2 separate regions of the Sus scrofa genome follow, and region 2 is linked to region 1. Evidence: chromatin contacts called from public Hi-C data. All regions are on one chromosome and are shown on one strand. Each heading gives the region's core, a stretch centred on a gene start, on an enhancer-like site or on the middle of the called end of the contact. The rest is flanking DNA. Distances are from core to core; before and after follow the strand shown. Region 1 has its middle 18 kb from the start of RIPK1. Region 2 holds the start of BPHL (biphenyl hydrolase like).

Region 1 (5,706 bases), core at 2,133-4,632:
TCTGAATGTTAATCTTTTTTTTTTTTTTAGTCTTTTTGCCTTTTTCTAGGGCCGCTCCCCGCGGCATATGGAGGTTCCCAGGCTAGGGGTCAAATTGGAGCTGTAGCCACCGACCTACACCACAGCCACAGCAACGCGGGATCCCAGCCGCATCTGCAACCTACACCACAGCGCACAGCAACGCCGGATCGTTAACCCACTGGGCAAGGCCAGGGATGGAACCCTAGTCGGATTCGTTAACCACTGCGCCACAACAGGAACTCCCTGAATGTTAATCTTGTATCCTGCTACTCTGCTTAATTCGTTTATCAGATTGAGTAGTTTTTAATTACTTGCTGTGGCTGCAGCTGTAGTTCTTTTTTTTTTTTTTTTTTTTTTGTCTTTTTGTCTTTTTTTTGTTGTTGTTGTTGCTATTTCTGGGCCGCTCCCACGGCATATGGAGGTTCCCAGGCTAGGGGTTGAATCGGAGCTGTAGCCACCAGCCTACGCCAGAGCCACAGCAACGCGGGATCCGAGCCGCGTCTGCAACCTACACCACAGCTCACGGCAACGCCGGATCCTTAACCCACTGAGCAAGGGCAGGACCGAACCCGCAACCTCAGGGTTCCTAGTCGGATTCGTTAACCACTGCGCCACGACGGGAACTCCAGCAGCTGTAGTTCTGATTTGACCCCTAGCTGGGAACTTCCATATGCCGCAAATGTGGCCCTAAGAAGCAAAAAAAAAAAAAAAAGTTTTAGTGCATCTAAGTCACTAAGTAATTAGTGACAATTTTCTCTTCCCTTCCAATTTGGATACATTTTACTTCTTTGTCTTATCTGATTCCTGTGGCCAGGACTTCCAATTTTATATTGAATAAAAGCAGTGAGAGCGTTCCAGATTTTAGTGGGAAGGCTTTCAGCTTTTCTCCATTGAATATTATATTGGCTGTGGATTTGTCATAAATGGTTTTTAGTTATGTTGAGATATATTCCCTCTAAACCCACTTTGGCAAGAGTTTTTATCATGAATGGATTTCGGATTTTGTCAAATGCTTTTTGAGGAATTCCCATCATGGTGCAGCGGAAACGAATCCGACTAGGAACCATGAGGTTGCGGGTTCGATCCCTGGCCTCACTCAGTGGGTTAAGGACCCGGTGTTGCCGTGAGCTGTGGTGTAGGTTGCAGACACGGGGTGGATCTGGCGTTGCTGTGGCTGTGGTGTAGGCCGGCAGGTATAGCTCCCATTAGACTCCTGGCCTGGGAACCTCCATATGCCACGGGTGTGGCCCTAAAAAGACAAAAAGGCAGGGAGTTCCCTTCATGGCTCAGTGGTTAACAAACTTGAGTAGGATCCATGAGGCCGAGGGTTTGATCCCTGGCCTTGCTCAGTGGGTTAAGAATCCGGTGTTGCCATGAGCTGTGGTGTAGGTTGCAGACGTGGCTTAGATCCCATGTTGCTGTGGCTGCAGCTGTAGCTCTGATTTGACCCCTAGCCTGGGAACTTCCATATGCCGCAAATGTGGCCCTAAAAAGCAAAAAAAAAAAAAAAAAAAAAAAGGTTTTCGTGCATCTATTGAGATGACCATGTGGTTTTTGACTTTTCTTTTGTTAGTGCGGTACATGACATGGATAGATTTACATATGATGAACCATCCTTGGGAACCTGGGATGAAGGTTGTGGTGTATGATTTTTTTTATGTGTTGTGGGATTAGGTTAGCTAAAGTTTTGTTGAGAATTTTTGCATCTATATTCATCAAAGACACTGGCCTATAATTTTATTTTTTGATAGTATCTTTGTCTGGTTTTTGTATTTGGGTGATGGTGGCTTCATAGCATGTCTTTGGGGTCACTCCTTCTTCTTTAATCTTTTGGAAGGGTTTAAGAAGGAGGGCTATGAGTTCTTCTCTGTATGTTTGTTGAATTTGTCTGTGAAGCCATCTAGTCCTGGACTTTTGTTTGTAGAAAGTGTTTTCAGTACATATTGAATTTCATTCCTAGTGATCATTCCGTTCAAATTATCTATTTCTTCTTGATTCAGTTTTTGTGAGCTGTATGTTTCTAGAAATGTGTCCATTTCTTTTAGGTTGTCACATTTGTTGGCATATAATTGTTCATAGTATTCTTTTATGCTTGTTTTCATTTCTGCAGTATCTGTTGAGATTTTTCCCTTTTCATTTCTTTTCTCTCTCTCTCTTCTTTTTTAATGGCTGCACATGGAGATTCCCAAGCTAAGGGATGATTCAGAGCTGTAACTGCCAGCCTACACCACAGCCACAGCAACACGGGATCCAAGTGTGTCTGCGTGCGACCTACCCACAGCTCAAGACAACACGGGATCCTTTAGCCCACTGAGTCAGGCCAGGGATCAAACCCCTGTCTTCATGGATACTGGTTGGGTTCGTTACCGCTGCACCACGGAGGGAATCTCCTCATTTCTTATTTTTTTAATTTGGCTTCTCTCTCTCTTCTTCTTGGTGAGACTGCCCAGGGGTTTGTCAGTTTTTTTTACCCTTGTGTTTATTTTTTCCTATTTTTTTTTTGTTTGTTTGTTGTCTTTTTGCCTTTTCTAGGGCCACTCCTGCGGCATATGGAGGTTCCCAGGCTAGGGGTCGAATTGGAGCTGTAGCCGCTGGTCTACACCACAGCCACAGCAACACCAGATCTGAGCTGCGTCTGCAACCTACACCAGAGCTCACGGCAACGCTGGATCCTTAACCCACTGAGCAAGGCCAGGGATCGAACTTGCAACCTCGTGGTACCTAGTTGGATTCATTAACCACTGAGCCACGACGGAAACTCCTTAATTTTTCCTTTTTTTAATTTCTATTTTATTGTTTTCCTCTCTGATCTTTATGTATCTGATCTCCGCGGGTCGGGTAGGCGGCTTCCGGGGCTGGCGGGGGGGGGGGGGTCCTTTCCTCTTTCACAGCTCCCCCTCCAGAGTGCTGGTCCCGTCCTGATTGCTGTTTTTCTCCTCTCTCTCTCTCTTTTTTTTCTACCCACCTATGTGGAGGGTTTCTTGCCCTTTTGGGGTCTGAAGTCTTCTGCCAGCGGCCAGCGGATGTTCTGTGCGAATCGTTCTACCTGTAGACGTGGTTTCGTGGGCGAAGGGGAGCGCCACGCCTGCTCCTCCACCGTCTTGATCCCACTTCCTGGCTGATAGGTTTATGTCGTGGTGTTGGATCCAAAAAATCGCATGCCCTGGGGAACTAGGAGAGAGGACCCCCCCACCCCGCCCCGCCGTGAGGCCCCTGATTGCTGTAAAGGGAGAGGGGGAAGGAAATCAGGCTTTCAGGTTCCCAGGCCCCCTGCAGCCCCCAGGCCTGTTCCGGAGGCAGGAGGGATCTTTCGGGTCGTCGTTAGAGTCGATGGCCACGAGAGGGCGACAGAGCCCGCCTGGTGCTCCACGTGGGCCCTTCCAGGCTCAGAGCCGGGTTTCCAGGCAGGGAAGGGGGCACAGAGCATGTGACCAGCGAGGGGGTTGCTTGCAGGCCCCTCTGGGCCCCCTTTCCATTGTCTTCCTTGAGAGAGGGGACCGAACTCTGCTCAGACCCGCTGACTTTTTCCGGCGTCCAGACACCGGGACCGACCGCCCGGGGTCCGACCAGCACGTGACGTCACAGTCAGACCTCTGAGCTCGAGACACCGGCTTGAGCCACTGGCGTGCGGTTCTCCGCAGGCAGCCTCGCAGGGCCTTTGGCACCTGGGAAGCTCAGCTGATGCTCCTGAATGCGGCTTGCGGAGAAGCTGAGAGTTTGGTGTCGGTCCTCATCCCTGCCTGCGCACTCTCTCCCTCAGAGATTTCTTGTTCCTTCGGAGACCTTCCCCCCCCCCCCCCCGTCCTTGACCTCTGGGGGTCAAGTCCGTGAATTCAGTGGGACGCTGATGGGCTTCAAGCCCGTTCAGTGCCGAGGAGCGGGTGTGGCGGATCGGCGTGGGGAAGCGGTGTTGGGACGGGGGTCCTGGGGTCCTGGATCTCTTTCAGAGGGAAGTTTTCCCCTCAGTAAGGCTCCATCACTCTGAGAAGGATTGGAGGAAGGAAGTCAGCCTCTCAGGTGTTCAGGCCCATTCATTGCAGCCCCTGCCCTTGCTCAGGGGGCGGCTGAGGGAAGGGCCGGAAGAGGGCGCTCGAGCACAGAGGCCGCCTGGTGCCCCCGCTGTGCGCTCAGAGCTGGGCTTTGAGGTGGGCAGGAGGAGCGCCAAGGGTGTGTGTGACTCTGCAGGAGGGTAAGTGAGGGTGTGCCTCCGATTCTGCGGCTTAAATTGCTTGCATGATACAGGGAACTTAGTCCCACGTTCACATCCAGGGGTCCATGCGAGACGGATAGACGGAACGTTTTCTTTTTCTTTTTCTTTTTTAAGGAAACCCCAGACAGTTCTCCATGGTGGTTGTACCAATGTACTGTTTCCTACAGCAGTGCAGGAGGGTTCCCTTTTCCTCCACAACCTCTTCGGCGTGTATTTATTATTTATCAAAACTTTTTTTTTTTTTTTTTTTTGGTCCTTTTTAGGGCCGCACCGGCTGCATATGGAGGTTCCCAGGCTAGGGGTTGAATCGGAGCTGCAGCTGCTGACCTACACCACAGCCACAGCAACGCCGGATCCTTAACCCACCGAGCGAGGCCGGGGATCAAACCTGCAACCTCATGGTTTACTAGTCGGATTTGTTAACCACTGAGCCACGACAGGAACTCCAACATATTTTTCAATGGCCAGAGAAGTGGACCAACTTTCTGAATGTGGCTGTCATTTGACTTACCGCCAGCACACCTCTAGAATTAGAAATACCTGGCTTGAGGCTTGGGGATGAGTTCCGTTTTAAGACTCAGGCTTGCCTGGTGTCTGTCACCTAGAAAGCTGAGCTGTGGTCGTGACTGCAGCGTCTAACTGAGGTTCGAATTTGCAGGGCACTCTTCCTCTCCCTGTGAAGCCTGCCTCGACAACTTTCTGCGAAGTTCCTTAGTCTTTTTCCTTCTGAGGTTTTTCTTTCTGTTGTTGACCTCTGCCGGAAAAACGAGAGTTAAAACCTTCTCCATGAGGAGTTTCCATCTTGTGGCTCAGCGGTTAACAAACCCGACTAGCACCCATGAGGACACGGGTTCAGTCCGTGGTCACAAACGGTGGGTTAAGGATCCGAGATTGGCGTGAGCTGTGGTGTAAGTAGCAGAAGTGGCTTGAATCCCGCATTGCTGTGCCTGTGGTGTAGGCCAGCAGCTGCAGCTCCGATTTGACCCCTAGCCTGGGAACCTCCGTATGCCACGGGTGCAACCCTAAAAAGACAAAAGACAAAAACAAACAAAAACACCTGCTCTGTGAATTAAGGGGAAGCTAATTCATTGGTTAACTTAAAGCAGGTTATGTGACTTGGAGTGTGTTTGGCTGACTGATTTAAGGTAGTGGTGGTGTTGGAGAAAAGAATTGGGTGCTCGGGGAAAGGATGAGAGAGGAACACCACCATCTGTAAGGCACTTCATTGTCGTTGGAGGGAGAGGGGGAAGGAAATGGGGCTTCCAGGCCTCCAGCCCCGTTCAGGCCCCCATGGATGGTTCAGGAGGCAGGGGGAGGGCTCTGAGTTGTAGTTACCGCTCTGGCCACCGGAGGGCGCCAGAGCGCCGGCAGAGCCCCCAGCTTCAACATGTTGGCGCTTTGGGGCTCAGAGTTGGGTTTCCAGATGGGGAAGGCAGAACCCCATGGATGTGACCGGAAAATAAGGGTTGGTTACA
Region 2 (5,247 bases), core at 1,113-3,612, 59 kb after region 1:
TGGACATTCAGAGGCAGTGGAGGGGCAGAAGTGCCCCAGCTGAGACCAGCACTGCCATAAAGCAGTGAGCCTGTTTTCTTACCCACACATTCCAGGCTCGCTGCGTAAGGCCACACAGCATGAAATCACAGGGGCTGAGAGGGAAACTGAGGGGCAGACAGTCCCAGGCTTGCTAGAGGGGGCTGGCTGATTTCTTTTCCAGATGCATCCCTTGTGCCTGTATTCTAACAGTGTTCTAATTTCTCTACATTCCAAAGAAACTGATCAATGTTGGGGCAAAAATGGAAGATATTTTTAAGGGACTTTTTAAAATAAAAATTTTGTACTTGAAATATAAGCCATTGAAATGGTGTGTTTGTATAAATGAAACAGTTTGAGATTCTCCACTGTGACTTGCCCCGGGGGTTGGCACTCCCTGTATGTATGCCCGTTTCCCACCCCCGCTGTTGCCAGGAGAGGAAGCTGGTGGTACAAGAGGGGCTTCTGGACAGTGGCTCCCCCTGCCGTGGCCACACCCGGCTCAGCCCACCCTCTAAAGCCGGGCTGACAAGGGCCAGATGTGTATCGCAGGAGTTTGATACAAGGCCCAAGCACCACAAAACACCAGTCTTGGGCAGAAGCCAGTTAACTGAGATGGCATGGATAACAAGAGAAGAAAGATGGTCCGTTCTTGGTTCCAAAAACGACATTAGCAGTTGCTGCTGTGGTTCAGCAGATCGGAGGCGTCTTGGGAGCGCTGGGACCCAGGTTCCATCCCTGGCCTGGCACAGTGAGTTAACGATCCTGCGTTGCCACAGCTGTGGCTTAGGTCGAGACTGCAACTCAGATCTGGTCCCTGGCCGGGGAACTCCGTGTGCCATGGGGTGGCCAAAAAAGAGAAAACAAAGCCAAAACAGACAGTAAAAGATATTCAGGCCTAAGGCTGATACTGGCAAATAAGACACACCTCCAGATCTCACATCCTGCTCAGCAGATTCTCCACTGGTCGCTGTGGTCACAGTCTTTGTTTTGGTCCATAATACGAAGTTAGGTTTTCAACAACACCAAAAAGGAGTTATTTCTCACAAGATGTTTTTGGTTGGTTTTTTTTTCTTTTCTTTTCTTTTCTTTTTAGGGCCACACCAACAGCATATGGAAGTTCCCTGGCTAGAGGTCGAATCTACAGCCGCAGCTCCAGCCTACACCACAGCCACAGCCACACCAGGTCCGAGCCACTTCTGCGACCTACACCACAGCTCATGGCAACGGCAGATCTTTAACCCAGTGACTGAGGCCAGAGATGGAACCGCGTCCTCATGGATACCATTCAGGTTTGTTTCCGCTGAGCCACGATGGGAAATCCTCCATGCGGGAAATTGATGTGGTATCTTTATGTTGAAATAAGAAATATTGTAGCATAATCCATATTTAAGCCAAATGTGCCTTCAGTGCTCAAGAAGCTGCAGCGGGCTAGTGAGGACGCTGCAGGTAGCAGAACCTTCGGTCCATAACACCTAGAAGCCTTGTGCACAGACCCTGACAGGCGAAGGGGCGGGGCGGGGGCGAAATCACGTAAATAGGAAAGCAAGCTGTCTCCAACTCAAGCCAAGGCTACACAGCAGCCACCACCGTGCTATTACTTTCAGGTAAGGTAGGGCAGGGCATAGCCGCAATGAAACGGTAGTTGTTTTTTTCCCTATTGAATCTTCGATTGCAGATAATGTTTCTAACCTTTAGAGCTTGAATTACATGGTCTGAAGAAGGAAAATTCACTAGCGGTAAAATACGCATAAAATCTCTCATGTTAACCATCTTTAAGTGCACAGTCTATGCTCATTTTGCGCAAACAGCAGCACCTCCCCTGCGCAACTCCCTTCTCCCAAAACCGCGACGCTGACGCCCTTGGGAACTAACTGCCCCTCCCCAGGCCCTGGCGCCCACCGTCCTCTGTGACCTGCCGGCTGCAGGGCCCTCACACCCCGGAACTAGGTTCTTCCGTGCGGCCCTTCCCCCTGGAGGCGGGCAGTGTCCTTTACGCGGACACACTGGACCCTCAGTCCACAAGCACCTGGGCTCCCCCTCCGCCGAGGAAGGCGCCGCGCCCTTGCTCGTCTGCACGATCGGAAGCTCTGACTTAATCTCGGGGGTCCCCGCTTCCCACACCCTCGCCAACACTCATTAATTTCTGGGGGTTTTGAGACGTGGCCTCCTAGCGGGTGCGCGGAAGTAGGAAGAAAAAAATCAAGGCCCTCAGGACAGGTGGGCTGGCGCATGCGTGTTCCGGGAGGTGCGGGCGGGGCTGGGCTCTGGGCGGCCGGCGGGCCCGGCGCATGCGTGTTCCGGGCGGCGCGGCGGGGGGACAGCGGCCTGCGGAGCCCGCGCATGCGCGCTCCGGGGGCGGGCGCGAACTGGGACCATGGCGGCGGCGCTGGGCAGTCGGGGCGCGCGGCGGCTGCTGCTGCTCCTTTCGGCGCTGAAGCCAGGGCTCCACGTCCCCAGGGCCGGGCCCTCGGCCGCGTTCAGGTAAGAGAGCCGCTCCACTCCGGGACCCCGCGTTGTCGTCCGCGCGCTCGGGTCGGCGGGAGCGGAGCCGGGAGCCGCGCTGGGTGTGCGGCCGAGGGGGCGCGGCGGAGGGGGCGCGGCCGGAGCCCGGAGGAGACGCTGGCCGCCCTCGGTCGCACGCGCTCGAGGCGGGCTGGACTCCCACCGCCGCTCCCGGGCCTGCGGGCGGCACTCTGAGCTGTCCCGTCAGAGGCCAGCCTGCACCCCGTCAGCTCGCACAGTCGCGGGCCCCGGTCCCCGAGCCTTGCCGCCGTGTGCTGACCTCGACCGGGACGGGCGGGACGATCCCCTGGGAGCCTGGGAAATGCAGACGCCGGGCCGGAGGTTGGGAATCCGCCTTTCTCTCCTTTGACACTCCCACCCCGCCCCCTACACACGATTTAAGAGAAAGCCACCAAGAGCTGGTTAATCTCCGACCCACAGTCTTAAAGTGGGGGCCCTAGTCCCCAGCAGAAAATGTGGAAAGAGCTGCATGAAGCTGCTTTGGCTTTATTCTCTGCGTACCTGCGCGCGCGCACACGGTCACGGCCACACGCACAGGGACGAGCACTCTAACTGTCCAAGGGTCAGTTCTGTTCCTGACTACGAAGAAAAGTCAAATGCGAGGTGGGTGCCTGGCCCCTAGAACTTCTTTCTCTAGTGTGGAAACGTCTCTTGCAAACTTAACTTGGAAGGAGAAATGAGAAAAAAATCTGTCCAGCTTTCCGTCTTTGTGTTGTGATTGATTGGTTGTTGAATTTGATTTAGGTTCTTTAGTCTCATTTTAGATCTTTTACAAGATTTTCAGGACTGTTTTGATGCAGAGGGAAAATGTGTCAGTGTCAGCAAAAACCGTGTAAGTCAGCATTGAAAAATGCCCATTTATCCCGTTCCTGCAGAAAGGGATTGGTATGAGGTGACTGTGATTGCACCAAGTCGGGTTACAGTGGGTCATTTAATGGTTGCAGGAAGGCCCCATCCACTTAGCAGTGCAAATCATTCCTCTTAAAATATCTCTGAAAAACAGGTTTCTCTGGATTTTGAACTGCTGTTTTACAAATGCAGTTGCAATTGGTATGACTTGTAACGAGAGCAGCCCTGTGGTATAGGTAGGTACAAGCACTCCTGTGAAACTTTTGCTTCAAAGCAGCTGGTGCCCCACCTACCCTGAGTTGTGTTGCAAAACTTTCTGTTAGTCGGCTCTTTGGAACTGCCTCTTCGTATTTCATCATCTGTAAAGTGGTTTATTCCAGTGCCAGGTCAGAAAAGCCTTCTCTACGTGAAAGTGGGTGTTATGTGCTGTTACAGTATCAGTGACTTACAGAACCTAACAGCCTGCTTCGGGAGAGATGTTTTCTGGTTCATCCTGGGGATACTCTACCCGAGAGTCAGAGACCACCTTCCCCTGGCACCTGCCTCCCCCTCCCCCTTCTGTCCAGCAGTCGGGGTGAGGGTGGCTGCGGTGCTCAGCCCTGTTGGGGGCTCTGGTCAGCCATGAGGTTACAGAAAAAGCAGGGACACGAGCGGGTTATTTAACCTCTCTGAAGCTTGTGCCTTGTAGAACTGTTTTGAGGATTTGACACATGACGGTAGCAGGCCCGCGTGTAAAGGGGCTAGGACGTAATAGAATTCATTAATTCGTAGTTATAATTAATAACGATACAAACATGAAGTATAAAAGATGTGAAAAATAAGTCATCAAAATCCATATAAATCCAAGCCCTGGGGATAGCTAATACTTTATCATAGCTAATGGCTACTTTGGAAAAAGTATGTGAAAGAAGTAGCTGGACACACGAGATACAGAGAATGTAGGACTTTCAGAGCGAGGAAGCATCTTATTAAGTGGCCCCCATTTTTATTTCTAAGCAGAAAGCCCCAAAGGCTTTGCTGTGGACATTTCCAGCTGCTCATTTTGGCAGAACGACGGAGGCCCGTTACCTGAGCTCTGATCGTCCACTTCGTTGGTGGTAAAATTAGGTTAATACTCTGCATCACATAGCGAGATGAGTGAGAGGAGGAAGCTGGGAACAGAGGGCTTACTAATTAAACGTTAGTTCTAGCTTGATTATTTGCCCTGGACTGTCGTGTTCTTGCCTGCCCCATGGTAATCTCTCCCTCCCTGTGGGGGTCAGCTTGGCCCCTCAGCAGGAATTACTTGCTGTGTATTGGTCCTGCCCCTTCCCTCCCACAAAACTGCCTTTCCAGCCTCCCAGAAGGAGGGTTCAGGGACAGACATCAGGTGGGACGTGGGTTCCTCTGGCTCACCTTGCTTTCCTAGAGGCTGTTTTTGAAAAGGAGAGGATTTTTCTTCTAAGACTTTAACTCAGTGAAGTCTTTCTCAGCCTTGGTCGTCCATTGGTGTCCTGGGGAATTTAGAAAATGCAGGTGCCTGGACCCTCCCCAGAGATTTTGATTTAGTGCAGCCTGGGCATCTGAGGATTTACGGGTTTGCCAGATGATTCAAATGTAAGGTTGATGCGGTGAGAGGCAGGAACTGCTCTTGTGAAAAGGGGCCGGGTGGGCAGCTGTGAGGGGCTGGAGACGCCATGGTGACCCTGTCCACTGCGTACCCCCCGGGCTCCTGTCTCCCCCAGCTTCTGTCATAACGCTTGGCACGCTGCATAGCACCTGCTGGCTGCAGCCTGACCTGTCTTACCTGTCAGCCTCCACCAGCACGGAGCGCCCACTGCAAAACGGGGCTCAGGGGACCCCTGAGTGAGCGGA

Evidence for each region. A called contact is a pair of places that touch in the nucleus more often than the background predicts.
Region 2: a contact with region 1 is called in a Hi-C map of embryonic fibroblasts, with 5 times the contacts expected there. The contact joins the promoter of BPHL here to the enhancer-like site in region 1. A contact is called at or near these places in 3 of 5 promoter capture datasets (fetal skeletal muscle, liver and skeletal muscle), 26 of 47 Hi-C or Micro-C datasets (alveolar macrophages, blood, brain and 12 more) and 1 of 2 datasets of contacts at active chromatin or transcription factors (skeletal muscle).

Annotation. Positions count from the first base shown.
Region 1 is chr7:1,820,354-1,826,059 of Sscrofa11.1, forward strand. No RefSeq gene overlaps it. Among named protein-coding and RNA genes, the nearest start is that of RIPK1, 18 kb to the right of the region's middle. Within about 2 kb of position 3,383, at least 29 of the 83 cell types and tissues checked have an H3K27ac peak or open chromatin away from gene starts, as enhancers often do. A contact at or near this core is called in embryonic fibroblasts, fetal liver and retroperitoneal adipose tissue, where this site is marked.
Region 2 is chr7:1,880,369-1,885,615 of Sscrofa11.1, forward strand. It overlaps BPHL (biphenyl hydrolase like), which reads left to right and starts at 2,363. Exons shown (of 8, transcript NM_001243485.1): 1 at 2,363-2,502. The coding sequence starts at 2,396. RIPK1 (receptor-interacting serine/threonine-protein kinase 1) reads left to right here. Exons shown (of 12, transcript XM_005665537.3): 12 at 1-337.